2 separate regions of the Hordeum vulgare genome follow, and region 1 is linked to region 2. The links are chromatin contacts, called in public Hi-C maps. All regions are on one chromosome and are shown on one strand. Each heading gives the region's core, a stretch centred on a gene start, on an enhancer-like site or on the middle of the called end of the contact. The rest is flanking DNA. Distances are from core to core; before and after follow the strand shown. Region 1 holds the start of LOC123444310 (ADP-ribosylation factor 2). Region 2 holds the start of LOC123444292 (ABSCISIC ACID-INSENSITIVE 5-like protein 2).

Region 1 (4,055 bases), core at 947-3,446, 190 kb before region 2:
GCACACAAGGAAAAGAGATTATGACATGAAGATAGAAATATTCAAAACAGCACGATGGCATGTTCCAAAATCCAATTAGAAGATGAAGTTAACCAAACTATAGTGCCAACTGTTAACGCCGATTCAAAAAAGGCATGCACCTCAGTATAATTTCAATAATTCCAATCTTGCAACTGATATATAAATGACTAAACTAAAGGTATATGTGGCCAAACAAAACTTATTAGCCTTCAGGAAATTTGCTTACCTTGTCCTGACCCCCGACATCCCAAACGGTGAAACTAATGTTCTTGTACTCTACAGTTTCAACATTAAACCCTGCAGATTCAAAAACATTCAGATTTCATCAAGGTTTATAGACGGTGATGCCAAAGTGGCAAAGTAAAGATCTAGAACATGAACATAGTCAAAATCCTCGGTAAAATCAGCATTTAAAAAATAAGCATCTGAACACACATCAACACCATGAGCTGCATATTGTTGTTAATAGAAAAATATCAATCATGCCAAGCCCAAACACACAGTCAGAACTCTGACAGAAGGTTATGCTGCTCATGAGTTGGCCACTTTGGAATGATTCGGCATTTGCTAGGACTCATGGTTACTAAACATAATTGTTTTCATCCAATATTAGTAACAATGAAAATGACATGAATGTGTATGATCACTATGAGAGTGCCGACACGCCTGAATCTGTGTGATCACTATGAGAGTGCTGACACGTCTGAATCTGTGTGATCACTATGAGAGTGCTGACACGTCTAGATCGGTATGATCACAACGACGGTGCAAACACTCTATCCTGCCTTGACTGAACTCCCAGGCTCAATTATCAAACTTAACTTGGTGATATGCAAAACAATTAGCAGACAGCTGACACACCGGGATCCATACGATCACAATGATGGTGCAGACATTCTATCCTGCCTTGACTGAACTCCCAGGCTCAATTACCAAACTGAGCTTGGTGATATGCAAAACAATTAGCAGACAACTTGCAATCTTAAACAAGAATGGTTTGCTTTTTATTAGGCTTCATTTGGGCAACGAATTGTTGCTTTTCAAATGTAAAAGTTTCAATGTACTTACAGATAACATAGGGCATGATGTTCATTTACAAAAAGTAGCACATACATAAGCTACCAAAATACTCCTATGACACAAATGAGACATAATCAACTCAAGATCAGCTTAAGTTATCTTCATTATCAAAGGCACTAATGTTATTGCTAGGGCAGGCAAGACCATCTTGTCTCTAACTTGCTTACTATGGAACATTCATTACATGCACACGGTCCTAGGCTAAAGCTGCCAAACAAGATAAACATGTCGAGAGTATATATATTTACAAACTAGCAACAAGATAAACAACATGCTGTGACAGAAAATTGACCGAGAACGTGGGCTTACCGATTGTGGGGATGGTGGTGACGATCTCTCCGAGCTTGAGCTTGTAGAGGATGGTGGTCTTACCAGCCGCATCGAGACCGACCATGAGGATCCTCATCTCCTTCTTGGCGAAGAGCCGACTGAACAGCTTAGTGAACGTGAGCCCCATGTCCGCTCCTGCGCTGAAATCAAACGAAACAAATTCAAGGCCGAAGCGTCAGACCCATAGATCAACACAGACACAGGCTCGTTCTATAATAACAACAATAAAAAAATACTCCAGAATTGAAGCCACCCAACTAGATCTACAAGATCTGAGGGCAGCAGCGCCAGATCCACGCCACGGCGCACGAACAGCGCTAAACCGGACCAGATTCGCGACCGGCTCGCGCGGGATTCCCGAGCACCCCGCGTGAGAACAACGCTGGGCCGACCGAAGCCGGTCAAACGCGGCAGATTCCTCGAGCCGCACCCTCGAGAAACGGATCGAATCTACCGGACACCGACAGGATGATGAGATCGAACACACCCGAACCACTAAACAGGTGAAGCCGGTCACAACAACGAAAAATAGTATGACGAATCGAGCGACCAAACCACCGATCGGATCACAGGAGGGGCGACGGGGGAAGGAGAGATCCGGCGAATGGTGGTTACCGGGATCGCGACGGCTGCTGCCCTGTGCGTGCGGTCGCGCGGTCGGCTGGGTGGTCTCCTCTTCTCTTCCTTTGCCCTCCTCGCGCCGGGTTCCTCCCTGGTTTGGGATCGGTGGCAGGAGGAGGAGGAGAGGAATGGAGGAGAGAGAGAGAGACCGAGATGGCCGCACACGAGGAAGTCTATATAGGGACGTGCTTGGAGGGTCACCGGCAGGTGGGGCCGGATTTCTTCGTGGAAGGCGCATAGAAGGCAGCGTGGGCCAGCTGTTAGGTGGGTCCGTCTGTGTGCGGTGACATTAACTTTTTCTTTTCTTTAGGTGCGGTCACATTAACTTGGGCGGTAAATGTGGACCGTGTACATCGACATTAGTAGTATGTCGGCAATAACTGCGATTTCCGTCTGAAAAAAAGGGAATAGTTGTGACTCATGAACAGAAAAAAAAATATAATGTCGGATTTTTAATAATAAGCATAGTAAATCAAATAGGAATATTTTTTATGGCAATTATTGGTGTAATGATGGTAAATTTACGCTGTGTTTGGTTTAAAGTTTCGGGCCAACTTCTGCTGCCTAAAAAAACTATGAGCAAGTTGAGCTCGCGACCGTTTCGGAAGATATAAAGATGTTGACCTTGAACATGAATGTGTTGGATGACGATGCAAAAATAATCGTAGAAACTGTCCGTGTTAGGATCTTGAAGTGCTTGACGGTCAAGTTGGGAAAGGTGAAGAAGGAGGTGGATGATAAAGAGAAGCCGACGAAAGAGTGAGCATGGAGGCTTCGATATCCGTTCTAACAGGGCAAAAATGACGAGGATCTTATGTCCACTATACTTCTATGAATAATGAGGCGCATGTAAAAACTATGAAATTGCTCTTTGTTTGGTTGCGATCGAACATTATGACACTGTACTATAAATTGCTCATGTATTCGCAACTATGAAAGAAGAATTAAGATAACTCTAACCATAACATGAATCATGTAACATCCCAAAAAATGAAATGTTATAATAATCAATTATATGTTTTGCTTGCTTGAGTGATTGATTGGAATTGAGTGGAATTTAAATTTTTTGAAACTTTTAATGAGATAATAAAATAACTTTCGCCTTTTGATGACGAGAGATGTATATATATTTCTCGCACCTAGTTGATTACCCCAAGTGAAATGTTGAGATGTAATCAGCAACAAGTTTTTCCTCACACGGGAACTGTAAGGTTTAACAAACCAAGAGGACTCGTAGGACCAACAAGTAGGTGTCTCCTGTTCTGGTCAGTAGAAGACGTGGACCTGCACACACAACAAATAACTTTGCTCCCAACGAGTACAGAGAGGTTGCCAATCTCTCCGACCTTGTAGTTTGCAAAGGATCAAAACACAAGCGGGAAGGTAATAGTGATTGCAACGGAAAAGTAAATGAAAGCGGTAAATGATGGATGTGTAAACAATGGTGGTGATATTGACCGGTGTCACATGATGTTCACTAGTGATGTATCTCTTCCAAAAGACGATAAACAACTATGCTATGATAAACAAATCACAGTTGGGCAATTGACAGAATTATGAACGCACCACAATGCTAATTATGCTACTTGATAGTTATAGGCTCAATAGTAATGGGCAGTACGTCAAGACAAGTAGACCGTTTATTCATCAGCATCTACTTACTAATCATCCACCTTGAGATATCTATCCAGAACATCTCTCCGGTATTAAGTTGCGAGCCCCATCCAAAGTGTAAACTCAAAGTAACGGACAACTTCATTAACGAACTATGTGTGAGGTAAATAATCCTTGCAACTGAGGTCACAAGCATCATTTTTTTCTCCCTGGTGGCAACAGCACATCCCCTAGTCTCATGTTCATGTCACTCAAGCAAGACATCGAGGGGCATGAACCCATAATCATGCATAACGCTCCCTCTTGGAGTTACAATCTACTACTCGACCAAAGCAATAAATAGCAATAGAGAACATGCATGAATCACTAAGAAACGTTATATAAAAGGA
Region 2 (3,782 bases), core at 337-2,836:
CTCACGATGGGCTCGTCAGAATCGAGCATGGACACTTGCCTTGATGTGGCTTGATGAGCCACCGCATGCATGATCCAACGCTGCAGCCGTGTGCGCCTGAAGCGCTTCCGACGGACCGCAGCGGGACGCAAGGGTGCCGAGTGATACAACACTGACGGCTGCCGGACCAGGACTCCGTGTGACACCACGCTAAAGTGAGAAGCACCTCGAGCGGGTAGAGCGTCGATGTCCAACAGCGCGTCCTGCAGCCACGCCGAATCGTCTGCGGTGAAGCTGAGAGAGCCGAAGAGGATCTCACCGCTGAGTGTCATCATGATGACGAAAAGGATGAAAACTCCAATTGCGCTAGAATTCGCTAGATGCGCAGCCCCACGGTGGGCGCCAACTATCGAGGGAATGAACCTGACAATAGTACGAGGGGTACGAATGAGGGGCGGAGTCTAGCTACGGTGCGGTTGTTACACTCAGATGTACGAGTTCACGCCCCACTCAGGAGTGGTAAAGACCCTACATCTCGAGCCCGGAGGCTTAGTTTTGCTTATGGGGGGTGTGAATACACGGGGTGCTTAACCCTTGTTCAGGAGCTCAGGTGCGGCTTATATAGAGGGCGCCATCACCAACCGAGCGTCATAACTAGGGCATTAAATGAGAGTAACTCCGGGCGTTACTTGAAACTGCTGCCTTAACTAGAGTTGTTACCGGTAACGCTAGGCTTTAAAACACTTCAAGTGAGAGGTAAAGTCTCGCAGCCGTTGCAGACCCTTCGTCGTCCATGCCTTGCCTCGTCCGAGTGCCGGTGTGCGTCTAAATGCGAGGAAGTCATCCGAGTGCCTTCGTTTGTCCGAGCGAAGCATCAATGGCCCTGGGACTTTAATGACTATGTGGGGCCCTTGGAGGGCCCTGAAATGCATGTCCATGGCCCTATCCTTAATGGACAACCCCATCAGACACCGTGCCCGAAACCCTAGCCAAGGCTAAGGGTCAGCAGCGAGCGTGGGAGGCCTCTATCGACGGATTTGGACAGATGGGAGGAAGGAGCGGGGCGAGGGGAAGTCGTTGGTGTGCCACCCGCCGCCGGGACTCGTCGAAATCGGCTGGCGTAGGTGGTGATGGTGCCGACGACGGCGAGGGGGTTGCGGGGGGAGAGAGAGCTCGCGAGAGAGTAAAGGAGGGGATGCTTGCGCGCGAGCGATGAAAAAAGCAGGGATCAATGGGCCATCATGTTTAAGTTTTTTTCGTTGGCTCAGTAGAATCGACGTGGCATAGGCGAGAAGACGTCCTTACCGCGTAACTTATTGTAGTGGGTGTCTTTGTACCCGGAGACGTATGCCGAAAGAAATTTACGGATTGTCCCCTAGTTATTTTCATTAAACCATCACCGGTTGTAACACCCTTTTCTTATATTGCAATAAAAGCTACGCTGCAAGCATTTGAGTCATTTTAATTGAACCCATGAACATCGTACTAGCAGCTCCATTTTGTAATTTTGTATCGATCAAAACCGCACCACAGTGTTTGCTGGAAGCTCAAACTGGAACACGACACGCCCCGCCCGAATGCGGCACTTTTTATCCGAATCACCCAGGCCCATTTCCGTCCCCCGTTGGGCCCAGCCCCCCTGTCGCCCACGGTTTTCCTTCTCCTCCACTTCCACTCCCACCATGGCTGCCTCCACCGTCGCCTCCTCCTCCCTTCCCCCAATGGTAGGCGCTAGCCTCAGCCAGCTCTGACCGCCACGCGGGGCCTTGATTCGGCGCCAGGCGGGCGGGAACCGCGCGGGAGCCCCGTTGAGTTCTGCGGGGAGTCCAGCTCGAAAGTCGGAGCAGCGGAGATCCGGTCGCCGGAGTACCCTCGAATCCGCTGCTCGACGTCGTATCCAGGGAAATTCGAGGTTGGATTGGATTCCTTGCGCGTCCCTCTTGTTCGCGCTTGTGTTTTTCTTCCCAAGTCACCTTGTCCGGGGACGATTGTGCGATTCTGTCTGATGCAAACGTGCCACTGTCTATATAGGAGGTTCGTCCGTGGGTGCCTGCTCCTGTGACTGCGTGCGGTCTTGTGGATCTGGGGATCGGCGATATCTGGGCCGGGACTCTGCGGCTGGAAAAGGGGACTGCTTTGGGCATCGTTGTTCCTGAGGTCTTTGTTCCCCATAGGGGCGACCTGTTCAAGAGAGCATCGGTTCATGATTCAGGCAATGGCGTCGCAGTCGCAGGCAGGAGGCGGCGGCACCGGCTGCTATGCAGGCCCGGGGCAGCGCGAGCAGCCGCAGGGCCTGGCGCGGCAAGGCTCCCTGTACAGCCTCACCCTTGATGAGGTGCAGAGCCAGCTGACAGAGCCTTTGCTTAGTATGAACCTCGATGAGCTGCTCAAGAGCGTGTTTCCTGAAGGCATGGATCCTGTCGGTGGCGTCGCCGGCCAGTCTGAGCCGACCCTGGGCCTGCATCGCCAGGGGAGCATCACGATGCCTCCGGAGCTGAGCAAGAAGACCGTGGACGAGGTGTGGAAGGGCATCCAAGATTCGCCCAAGAGAAGTGGCGAGGAGGGTAGTCGGCGCAGGCGGGAGAGGCAGCCGACGTTTGGGGAGATGACACTCGAGGATTTCCTGGTGAAAGCTGGGGTTGTCGCTGAAGGGCATTTGAAGGATTCCATGGACTTGCCAGCTAACATGGGTGCAATTGGGAGCAGTGTAATTGCGGCTGCTGCGCCCAGTTTGAACCCCGGAGCGCATTGGTTACAGCAGTACCAGCAGCAAACTTTGGAGCCCCAGCATCCCAGCATGGCAGGTCCTTTCATGGCAGGTCATTTGGGTCCTCGGCCATTGGCTGTTGCTACAGGTGCTATCATGGAATCGATTTACCCGGATGGCCAGATTACTTCACCAATGCTCGATGCACATTCTGATCCTCAGACACCTGGGCGCAAGCGTGGTGCCTCAGATGGTATACCTGATAAGGTCGTAGAAAGAAGGCAAAAAAGAATGATAAAAAACAGGGAATCAGCTGCAAGGTCCAGAGCGAGGAAGCAGGTTTAATTCTATTTTCCTGTCTACTTCTGTTTTCCTATGTATCGAGTTAGGTCCTCTTCACTGACGGAGCTAGGCAAGAAGTCTTGGGGGGGCTAAACCTAGAATAGGGATGTTTGGGGGGCCAAAAGCATATGCTTTTCCTAATCTGACCTCCCTCTAAAAGTTTCTTCAAGTATTTAATCTAGGCTGGGGGGCCATGGTCCCTGCAGCAATCTCCGCTGCTGGTCCTGTTATAATATTCTGATTGCAGTATCAACCTTAATGCAAAGTTATTGTTGAGTGTGTCGATTTATGTATTTCTGCTCATAGTTAAAAAAAAGTGCTAGGCGTTAATTGTGTGTATTGCCACCGCCTTGCTCTTTGCTGACCAAAGCGCACGCTCATGCACAAGTATGTGCAATTATGTGCAGATTAAGCGCTAGGCACTTTGCTATGGCCTAGGCAAAAATGTGGCCTTTTTTAACCATGTTTCTGTCACATTTTTAGTCTAAAATTGCAGGCATATCGTTAGGTACTATTTTACTCTATAAAAAACTATAAGCTACTGTATTCTGCTTGGCAGGCTTACACTAATGAGCTCGAAAACAAGGTGTCTCGTCTAGAAGAGGAGAACGAGAGGTTGAAGAAGCAGAAGGTAATTTGTCTCCTGTTCCTGTAACACTGCTACATTTCTCCCCTTCTTTTTGGTGGAGGATATCTAACTACAGCATTCCACTATTCATTGTAGTGAACCGCTGCTTATTCAAATTTAGAGGAA

What was found. A called contact is a pair of places that touch in the nucleus more often than the background predicts.
Region 1: a Hi-C map of seedling shows a contact between it and region 2, with 3 times the contacts expected there. The contact joins the promoter of LOC123444310 here to the promoter of LOC123444292 in region 2. A contact is called at or near these places in 3 of 6 Hi-C or Micro-C datasets (leaf and seedling) and 1 of 1 datasets of contacts at active chromatin or transcription factors (embryo).

What each region holds. Positions count from the first base shown.
Region 1 is chr1H:449,498,152-449,502,206 of MorexV3_pseudomolecules_assembly, reverse strand. It overlaps LOC123444310 (ADP-ribosylation factor 2), which reads right to left and starts at 2,196. Exons shown (of 7, transcript XM_045120997.1): 1 at 2,047-2,196; 2 at 1,411-1,571; 3 at 248-318. The coding sequence starts at 1,558.
Region 2 is chr1H:449,305,059-449,308,840 of MorexV3_pseudomolecules_assembly, reverse strand. It overlaps LOC123444292 (ABSCISIC ACID-INSENSITIVE 5-like protein 2), which reads left to right and starts at 1,586. Exons shown (of 4, transcript XM_045120973.1): 1 at 1,586-1,891; 2 at 2,011-3,025; 3 at 3,588-3,659. The coding sequence starts at 2,183.